Linked DNA regions of Sus scrofa: region 1 is linked to region 2. The links are chromatin contacts, called in public promoter capture Hi-C maps. All regions are on one chromosome and are shown on one strand. The core of a region is the stretch at or near the end of the contact, and the rest is flanking DNA. Distances in the headings are between cores, read along the strand shown. Region 1 holds the start of HNRNPUL1 (heterogeneous nuclear ribonucleoprotein U-like protein 1). Region 2 holds the start of LOC100521972 (zinc finger protein 546).

Evidence for each region. Promoter capture Hi-C pulls out the DNA fragments that hold promoters and counts their contacts.
Region 1: a promoter capture Hi-C map of liver shows a contact between it and region 2, with 3 times the contacts expected there. The contact joins the promoter of HNRNPUL1 here to the promoter of LOC100521972 in region 2. A contact is called at or near these places in 1 of 5 promoter capture datasets (liver) and 1 of 47 Hi-C or Micro-C datasets (liver).

Annotation. Positions count from the first base shown.
Region 1 is chr6:49,277,894-49,283,398 of Sscrofa11.1, forward strand. HNRNPUL1 (heterogeneous nuclear ribonucleoprotein U-like protein 1) reads left to right here and starts at 2,403. Exons shown (of 17, transcript XM_021094416.1): 1 at 2,403-2,703. The coding sequence starts at 2,403. AXL (AXL receptor tyrosine kinase) reads left to right here. Exons shown (of 23, transcript NM_001128458.1): 23 at 1-24.
Region 2 is chr6:48,417,101-48,422,384 of Sscrofa11.1, forward strand. It overlaps LOC100521972 (zinc finger protein 546), which reads left to right and starts at 1,617. Exons shown (of 5, transcript XM_021094380.1): 1 at 1,617-1,722; 2 at 2,074-2,373. The coding sequence starts at 2,365.

The sequences.
Region 1 (5,505 bases), core at 1,153-3,652, 860 kb after region 2:
ATCACATAAAATTTTGTAACCGTGCTTCTGCCTCCTCTTGTCTCCACTCAGCCCCTCTCCCTGTCATCTCAGTTTCCCTATCAGTAAAAAGGAGGGTTGGTGGGGTCTTGGAGTTCTCCCTTCATTAAAGAGAAAAGAACATATATACATAGACAGAAGGACAAGCAAGAAAAACAGACTCTCTGAAACCCCTAGTGAGTAAGAGACATATAGATAAGCACAGGAGCACAGGGACCCTCCCCCACCCCAAAGTAACAGCCACGTGAATTAATGGATATACCCAAGTACACCTGGTCACAAATACTGAGACACAAATTCAGACACAGAGTTACACAAAATTACACAAATACAGACATACTTACAAACATGCACAGGCAGGTAATCACCAGGAATAGGAAGAAACTAGAATAACACAGATAAAAACACTATAAAGTGACACAAATATTCAGACATATAGCGTATGTACAGGGAACTCACAGATCCAAGCGTTCAGATTCACTTACAAACACAGGCACAGAGCGCCTCCGAAAATCTCGGGCCCACATAGGGACTCCTGCCAAGACAAGCCCACTATGTTTTGCACGCATCGCGGGTACACACCATCCTGGGTGTGTCCGGCAGCGGATGGAGGAACCCTTGGCAGCGCCCGGACGCCCCCGGGTGGTGACTCCTGAAAATCGAGAACAGTTCAATCCGGGCCATAAACTTTTCGAACAAATCATTGTGGGAAGCTGGGAGGAGAGAGGAAGTCGGACGTGGGCGAGGGGCGGGGTGTCTGGACTGGAACCTACGGGCCCACGTGAGTGTCTGTGCCGCTTCTGAGTGGGTGCTGTGTGTCTAGGTTGCTGTGGTGTAAGCCTGTAGTGTAACTGTCCCTTGTCTTTATGTTTTGATGCCTCCAGCTTGTGCCGACCTTAATAGGTACATCTACACTGCAGTTTGGTGTATTATCCCCAGAATTGATGCATCTGATCCTACACACACCATTTGTTTATCTGTATTGTGTGTGCGCCTTTGTCTACGTAGAGGGTGTGTGTGGCTTTTGTAGGCTTTAGGTATAGCCCAGTGAGCAGCGGGCATTTGCATTGTGCATATTGATAATGTACCTTACAGAAGGCTTGTTTTTTTGAGTTAGAGGCGACAGGTGGTGCAGGGTTAAACATAATGAAACTACGGCGTTTAGTAGCGCGAGGCTTAATCTGTGTATTGAGCTTGTCAATACAGACGCCAAACTAGCAAATCAGCATAGATGATTTGGGGTAGAGACCCCTGAGCTTTTGGAAGCCCTTCCGCATGGAAAGGGAATGACCGCGTACAGAGCGCCCATTCCACGTAAGATAGCAACCGGAGAGAAAGACGTCAGCGCAGCTATGATAATGGAAAGAGGGGCCCCGTGAGATGATCTATCAAAGGGGAGAGAGTGAGATTTCTTTCACAACTTTTTCCCCGTTGTTTGTCTCTGCTTTCAAACCTTCAGGACTCTCTGAAGCCAAAGAGCTGCTTTTCATAAAAGCAACTGAGTTTCTTCCAGACTAAGAACAATTTGTGTACCTAAATCTCTGTTTAGTATACTTCCCTCTACGGCGAAGTTTGTAAGGCGGTCCGTAACCAGAATAGCCAATCTGGCTAGGTTTTCCTAAAACGGTGCAACTGTACTAGCTTTACCGAGATAAGACAGGAACTACGATTGGTGGACAGATTGTTTTGAAACCGCCCTAACGGCAAGGGGAAGGTCCTTCGTGAATTCATCTCTTTCCGGTTTCCTAAAGGCAATCTTGAAAGGGGGCGGGGAGGAGTGGTTTGCGGACCCTCCATTTGATTGGTCCTAGTGGTTTTACCCGCTTGGACGCCTCCAGGGGCGGGAGATTTAGACCAATCAAGATATGTGTTACAGAGACACTAGTTTGATGAAAGGACCGCGCAGGAAAGGCCGTGGGGACCTCATTCTGAGATCTCACTGCTGATGGGTCCAGGTCTTTACTCCCTTTCCCTCATTTGACCCTACTGGAGCGGGCGCGCGAACGCTACCCAATCACCGCGCGCTCCGCCTCTCACCTTTTCCCGCCCTCCCGCTCCGGCTTCGGCATCGACGTAGGCCAACGCTTCCTCCCCGGTAGCTCCCAAGCCCTTTCAGTGCCGTTCTTTTGAAAGACACGCTCTGATTGGTCGAGTCTCTGGGCCCGCGCCCGTTGCTCCCATGCGGTGGCCAATTGGCACCCGTGTTGCATCGCACGGGGCCACGGAGGAGGGGGAGGTGGCGGCGGCGGCCATTTTGAGCCGCCGCCGCCATTGGAGTGGGGGCCCCCCCCTTTCCCCCTTCGCCTCCTGACAGGAAAGGTTTAAGGGGGACAGAGCCCTGGGAGGCCGGGCCGGGCTCGGGGGCCGCCCCGGGGGCCCGGGCCATGGATGTGCGCCGTCTGAAGGTGAACGAACTTCGCGAGGAACTGCAGCGCCGCGGCCTGGACACTCGTGGCCTCAAGGCCGAGCTTGCTGAGCGGCTGCAGGCGGCGCTGGAGGCCGAGGAGCCCGACGACGAGCGGGAGCTCGAGGCCGACGACGAACCGGGGCGACCTGGGCACAACAGCGAGGAGGTCGAGACCGAGGGGGGCTCCGAGCTGGAGGGGACCGCGCAGCCACCGCCGCCCGGGCTGCAGCTGCAGCCGCACCCGGAGCCCGGCGGCTACTCGGGGCCGGACGGACATTGTGAGAGTGCGCGGGGCGGGGGCCGGGGAGCCCGGAGTCCGGGCCGAGGAAGGGCTGTGGGACGCGGGAGTCCGGCGCCTGAGGTCGGGGAGACGATCTAAGGATCGGGGGATGCCTCTGCCCGTCGCTGAAAAGGATTTGGGGACAAGGCCCGCGGGACGACCGGAGGGCGAATCCTGGCATTCGGTGCAGGGGAGATCCTGGAATGGGGGGCGGGGGTCCTCGGTTTCGGAGATGAGGAAGGTCGGCGGGGGGGGGGGTTGTAAAGGGTTCCGCAGCCTAGGACTCGGAAACCGGAAGCTGTGGTTTCTGGACCCGAAGACAATCGGAAGAACAAGAGGTTTTCTATTTGGGGGGCTGAGGAGAGTCTTGGAAATGATGATCTTAGAGCTTGGGAGCTGTGCGAGCCCAGGCTATGAGCTAGGCGTTGAGAGCTTTGTTTTCTGGGCTGGAGAGTTTTGAGGATGGAGGATCCTGGAGTTTGCTCCTGAATGGGGGGCACAGGGACTTCTTATATTTGGTATTAGTGTGGGTTGTATGTAAGATGGGTGCTGGCGTCTGGCCGGGGAAGGTCCAATAGACTGTATGTTCTGGTGTTTGGCCTGGGAGCATTTAGGGGATGTGGGAGACCACCATGCGATTGTACTGTGAGGGACTCAGATGCAGGACTAGAAGGCCAACCCGTAGGCAGGGACAACCTGGGCATTTGGTTCTGGCAATTTGGGGACTTTCTGATTGACTTCCAGAGGCGGTATATGGAACCTTGGTGTACAGAGGCTGGTGGCAGAGAGAAGGATGCCTCCCTGGGTGAGGAACCAGGAGGTCTAGAGCTGGAAAGGCTCTGAGGACAGATAATGCAGTGGCTACTGCTGAATGGTTTTAGATTAACAGTATCTGTCGTTTGGAGAACAAGTGTAGCTGGGGGTGGGGTGCAGAAGATAACAAATTGGTGAAGTTTTGAAGTGGATGGAGTATCTGGGGGATAGAGAACCTTGTGTCCAGCAAGGAGTATGTAGCTGGTCCAGTAACTACTACAGGGGAGGGGAGAGTGTGTAGGATATGGAGGGTGAAAGGAAACCTGTTGACTTGGCTGCCAGCCTCGGGGTGGAGTGGGGGAAGTGTTGGGGGGGGGTGGCTGATCATCTCCACGAGAGGGCATGTTGGTCCCCAGAAGCAGTTATTTGTGTACCCAGGGATTGGAGGAGCCTCAAGGGGTAGCAGGGAACCTCTACATCAGCCACAAGATATGACCCTGCAGAGAGAGGATGGAGTAGATGTGTGATTTTCTGGAGAGGAGACCCTGGTATGGGAGGGACTGAATCTGGAGTTAGAAAAGGGTGGTTTTCTAGCAGGACTGGCAGTGGGGATCAGAGTGGTAAAAATTAAGTAGAAAGGATTCTGGCATCCAGAGTTTGTGTTATTTCTCTGAAAAGAAAGTACTTTGAGCTATGGGGTTAAGGAAATGAGAGCTGAGGAGTCGGGGAAGACACTAGTATTTACCTGTTGAAGAGAGATGGGATCTCTCCTGGAGCAGGGCAATGTGTAGATTTGGGGTGGGGGGCAGTTGTCTGGGACCCAGGTACTGGGGAGGGTACTTCCCCATGCAGAGACCTGTGACAAAAGGAGGAGTGGGCCAGCGTGCCTGCCTAGGGCAAGTGAGCCCCTGCCAGGAATGCCTAGGAAGAAGGGCCAGTGGCTGGAGGTATCTGCAGAGGAAAGTGAAGTGCTTTAGAGGACAGGCTCTAGACTCAGATTTTCTTTCAAATCTGGCTCCATGGCTTGGGCAAGTCACTTCACCTCTGTGAGCCCTGGTTTCCTTGTGTGTAAAATTGGGATAATAATAGTGTCTCCAGTGTTGTTATGAATGAGATCACATGTGTAAGAGGCTTAGCACTGGGCCTGCCTATTATTAGGAAGTGGATGTTTTAGAGAGCAGAGAAGGGCCCCAGAATCATAGCTTCTCTGGGCGAGGCTTCCTCTGTGAGCACAGAAGAGAGTCTCAGATGTGAGGCTTTTATGGCAAGAAGAATACTGTGCTTAGCGCCTGGAAGAAACAAAATAGTTTGAAAGGGCCCCCTGTGTTTGTTCTACTTAAGGAGTTATTCTATGTCTTCTTTCTCCTCTACTCCTTAAAACAAAATCCTTTGAGCCCCTTTTATGCCCTCTTCCAACCCTTTCTTCAGCCCTGGTAAACAGACCTATGGCAAACCACGTGATCTGTGACTTTCCTCCCTTTGGGCTGCACCTGGTTTGTACCCAGATATATTTGTCCTCTGAGAAAGGATCCAATCAGTTAGCAAGCAGAATAGTCTCCTTCCCTGTGGTTCTGCCTCACTGGTCCTGGCATAGCCACTAGTAGGGCCCTAGAGGCACCTAGCAGAGCTTACCCCTGGGGTGGAGAACCCACTTGCTGCTTATCCTAGGTTTCCACAGTTCTCTCTGGGTTTGACTACAAGGTTCTCCTTGAGGGAGTTTCAGGTTTTAGTCCCACCTCTGAGCTTTCACATGTGTTATTCCAGCCCCAGGAATGTTTTTTCCACTCTGATCACTGAGTTATCATCACCTGTGTGTCCTTTGAGTGAAGTTATCTGTTGCTTTTCTGGATGCCTGATCTCAGTCCCTGGTACTTCATCATAGCCTTTAACACAAAATTTTTGTGCATAGGTATTTGTTTAATATGTCTTTCACTAAATTGAAGGCTTCATTGGGGCAAGTTTATTCTCGGCTGTACCTCAGCATCTGGTGTATAGTATGTACTCTGTGCATAGTTGATTTTGTTCTTGCCATCTTTCAATTGGCTCT
Region 2 (5,284 bases), core at 367-2,866:
AGCGAGAAGCCTGGCTGCTCCCATTGCACTTGATATTTTTACTTTTTGATCAGCACCCCCATCCCAGCCTCCATCACATGTAACAAACTCCTATCACTGCTGCAATGGCCTTTCCCACACAGATGCTCTCCCCATACCACTTGGGTTCTGACATCCACTCTCCTATTCAACCAATATCAGCGTCTCCAACACCCCCACTTGGGCTCCACAGGTAGCCACAGCCTTCCTCACCCAGCCTGAGCTCTGAAGTCCCCTGTAGGGCATTCCTCCAGTGTGGATGCCCTCCTTATGCTGCTGCTCAGGTTAACACTCCCATACCAGAGGGTGTAACCATTTGCATTACCCCTAATAAGCCCTTCAGTCAGCACCTAGCTACTCCCTGCCTCAACACCCTCCTCACCCTGCTCTGGCGCCAAGACCCGCTCTAAAGCCCATCCTATGGCTTTAGGGCTGAACTGCTCACAAAGGGAAGGGAAGAGAAAGGGACAAATGTGTTAGCATCAGACTCTAACTGCCCACTCATGATTCTATGGCACAGTGCCTTTCTAGGCATAAAGCTATCTCCTCAGTCTGAGATTCTCAAATTTATCTGCCAGACACTCCTAACAGCACAGAAGGGTAGAAAGAATTCCCTCAAATTTTAAAAAAGTTCCCATGTTATGATGGAGCATGAAAATGTGAGAAACGGGATGTATATATGTACGTGTGACTGGGTCACCTCGGTGTACAGTAGAAAATTGACAGAACACTGTAAACTGGCTATGATGAAAAGATAATAATTTTTAAAAATTTGTAGAAGTTCCCACAGTTTGTGTTTTTGTCTATGAAAAAACTTCATGTGATTCTATACAAAAAGGCAAAATTATTCGACAGATAAATCGCAAATCTTTGCTCCAAATCTTGAAATAACAGCTGATGCTGCAAGAAGATGCAACATATTGTCTTTATAATCTGTCTGTGGCTGCACACGGTCACACACACCCAGTCAGCACATATGTAGATCACACACCCACGTTTCACATAGCCCCGCTTGCACCCGCCACTCAACTGCCGCAGTCACACAGCGCCCCGCACACCCAGCCCCTCACACACACACACACACACACACACACACACACACACACACATCACCCGGTCACAGCCCCGCACGCCCACAGTCCCCGCCGCGCCACTCCCCGCCATGCTCAGGTACGAATCACCCTCGAATGCCGCTTCAGGCGCACACCGTCCCTTCCCCAAAGAGTTACATGCAGGGACACAGCTCACTCTCAGCCAGACGCGCAGTAGGTGCCGAAGCCCTCACAGCGGGGCACACACACACACACACAGGCTCACGAAGCCAGGTACGATGGGCCACACACCTGTGCACCAGGCGCCCAGACTACCTCAGGGAAGAAACCGACAGAATCCGTCCCTACGCGCTTGGCCTCAGGGCTGCACCCACGGCTGCACTCGGCGGCGCAGCACTCTGAGGGTCCCGAGAGGCTCGCACCTGCCGGACCGCTCCCGTCGGGAGGTCGCTCGGCTTACAACGCTGGTCAGCGGTCTCCGCGGGGCGACCAGAGACGCCAGATCCGCGCGGCGCACATACGCCTGCGCACTCAAAGCCCGAGCACATCGCCTTCCGGCTGTGGACTACATTTCCCAGAAGCCCCAGGGGAGGCGTAAACTTGGACCCTGAGGGCCCTCAACCGGGCGTTCTGGGTGGCTCAGCCACCGCAGGTGAGTTAATGGAATCCTGGGGAGAAGTGGGAGCCAGGCGAGGCGGAGCGGGACTCACCTGGGGTAGGGGTGGGAGTGGAGCTGCCCCCAAAGTGTGGAGCCCCGGGCCCATTGTGTTTGCAGCCTCGGGCCTGTGGGGGCTGGAGGAGCAGAGGAGGATCGTGTGTCTGAGTGTGATAGGCTGTGTGTAGTGCGTGTGTGTGTTTGCGCGCGCCTGCACACCCACACTTAGCAGGACCGAATCGGGGCTCCTGTCGGCGTGCGCGGTTGTCAGTCTGATACTGGTGCTTGCCTCAGTGGTGAGCGTCACGGACCCACACTCCTGCTGCTTTCCCCACCCTCCCCTCACAGCCCTGGGTGTCGGCACAGAGCTGTCCTCAAGAGGAAAGTCCAATAAGATGAAGGCCCTAGGAGGAAGTTTCCCAGCAAGAAGGCACAGTCCTGGACAAAGGATGGGGCTATTGAAGCTAGAATTGTCTCGGAGACAGATTCCTGGGATGAAATGATGGGAAGCGTTCCTACTTCAGGCGCTGCGGTTGCTGCTACATTTTTCAGGAACCGCAGCATTCCCATACCTCGGATTCTAGGAAGCTGCTGTGATTTCAAAGACAAGTTCCAGCCTCCTTCTCCCATCCGGTCCGTATGTGTGAGGTGAGTGCTGATGTGGCCCTAGAGGGTCCCTTCTCTGTCTCAGCTCTAAGAAAGGCCTGGTGTCTCCCGATTTCCTTCTTATCCAGTTCTGCCATTCTTCACAAGGGGATCCTGGGGAGAAAGGGAAAATTGTTGCACATTGAAAGTACAGATCAGGTGAGTTTCTACTTCCTCTTTGTTCATAAATGCATTTTTGCTTTTAGTACATGGAAATATTTGCATTTTTTTCTGAAGTGTCCAGTGCCATGGGTGTGCTCTTAAAAAAGAAAAAAGAAGAAAGAAAGGTTGTCAAAAGAAAAATGAACAATATGAGTAAAGAAATAGTCATTGTGATGAACAATAATGCTCAAATTTTATGAGTGCCATTTATTATTATTGAGATTCAGAGACATTTTACAAGGGTTATATCCAGTGATATATATATTTTTTGTGGCCGATCCCACAGCATATGGAAGTTCCTGGGCCAGGGACTGAATCCCAGCTGCAACTGGCACCACTGCCACACCTCTGGCAATGCAGGATCCCTTAACTCACTGTGCTGGGCTGAGGAGGGAACCTGTGCGCCAACGCAGCGACCCGAGTTGCTGCAGTTTGATTCTTAACCCACTGCACCACAGCGGAAACTCCCAAAGCAGTATTTCAATAGATTATTCAGTGGAGAAAGAGAACCAAAACCTGTTCTGTTTTGCCCATATTTTCTTATTTAGTCTACACACTCCCCTCACCTGACATGTCCATTCAGGGAAGAACTTGTCAGTAAAAAGATCTTATTGTAATGAAGAATGTTCAAGAATTGGTAGGCTTTATTTAAAATGGTCACACTGATTCCCTTACTATTCCCACACATGTCAAACAGAATTGCTTCTAAGATTTAAAAAAAAATTGGGTATAGATTGTATACATAAGATTATGGAATTAATGCTTGCTTTTTGAAAAAAACAATCAGTTATTCAGTTATATTACATGAGAGACTTATATGAGATTGATGCACTGCCCACTGTGCTAAGAAGGTCATGAGGGACTTATAAAAAAGAAAGTTAAAATAGCATCACCAGTAATATTTGGGGAGGTTTATTTTAGCACATTTTTCTGCACCTGTATATGTGTGGTGTGTATGTGTTTGTGTGCAGAATAGAAACTGTTCTACTTGAGCACTCAAAGGACATAGACTCAACTCCCATTAGAAAACGTTAACTCTATGAATCCAAACCATAGGTTTCTTTTACCTCCATGAATATGGAAGAAGAGGAAAGTGCCAGTGACCCCCTCTAGAGTGATAAACTTTCCAAGTACTTACAGCACCAAATTCCCACAGTTTAGTGTTACCTAAATTAATTAAGAGCAATTCAGATAGCACAATTTATCAAATAAGGTAGCCCTTCAGGATACTTTTTTTTAGATTTTTAAGTTTGTTTTCACAGGACATGGCAATCACTTTTCCTGTCCAAGAATCTTTTAATGCAAATAACATTTTGGAAGACAGATTTATAATAGTAGGAAACAAAATAAGATGTAATAACTATAAATATTCATGTGAATCTTTACATAAGACAGAAGGAAAAGACTGAACCTCCGGTACTGCATTTAATGTCTTATTACATTCTTTTTCTTAGGTTTATGTCAAAGAATGTGTCTCCTCTTTATAGCTGCAAATACAAGGAGAGATTTCTTGGTTAGATTTCTGAAAATCTGTTTGTTAGTATCGTTAGTTAAAACTAATTTCACATCCAAGCCTTGGCTTTAAAATATGTGCAATGTCATTATAAAAAAGAGTGGGCATGAGACTCAAATTTTACTATGAAAAAAGAAAGTAGGGAGTTCCCATTGTGGCTGAGTGGATGTATCCATGAGGATGCGGGCTGATCCCTGGTCTCACTCAGTGGGTTAAGGATCCTGCATTGCAGTGAGCTTTGGTGTGGGTCGAAGACGCAGCTTAGATCCTGCATTGCTGTGGCTGTGGCGGCAGCTGCAGCTCCAATTCAACCCCTAGCCTGGGAACCTCCATGTGCTGCAGGAATGGCCCCCAAAAGCAAAAAAAAAGTAGCAAAGAATTTCATCTAATAACAGTAGAATGAAGTACGTTACATAATAATACTAACTTTTATTTCGTAATTATAATGTCATTAAATGGTGTCTATGTAACATCCCAATCTTCATGACAACTGTAGGACACAGTGATTTTCTTATCCTGTTTACCAATAAACTGAGAAGTTGGTAGCTGTTAGACTAGAATTCACATTTTGGAAATCTGACAGCAGAGTCTGTGTTATTAATTACATTATCATTCCTCCCATAATTTTACATCTTTAATTTGCCTGTATCAGTCAGTCATTCCTTAGGAATGTCTTTCTTCGGCTATAAATATGGACCAATGTCATCAGTATTAATGAGGCCTTAGTATGCCATCATAACTGACCTTAATTTAACTTGGCGACTCCTATAGCCATTTATATTATTAACAGTTGGTTATTCTAAGTTGTCATGTGATAAACATCTTCTGCATGTATCTTAGTTTGCTTTTTGGCCATTTCCTAAGAAAATCTGCCTAAAATGGAATATTAGTCAAGTCTCAGTCACACAGGCTCAAACTATGCTGAATCTAATGATAGTAATTTACAAGCCCTGAAAACACAGTTACTCCCGTAAGTCTCCTGTAATACAGCAAATGATATAAAGTCAGAATGGACTGAATAAGCATGAGAGAAGAGGCAGTAAAAGCTACTAGGGAAATTCAGGTCACATGCCTTGGGAATTCATAGGAAGGAGATATTCTTTCTCTAGCTAACTCTGTCAGGTTTTGATCAAATTATTCTGCATCCAGGGGAACTCTGTGGTGAGAAGGGGATTTTATGCTGTATGCGTCATACCACCTCTGTCCAGCAGAACGCTCTTTGGTGACGGATATAATTTA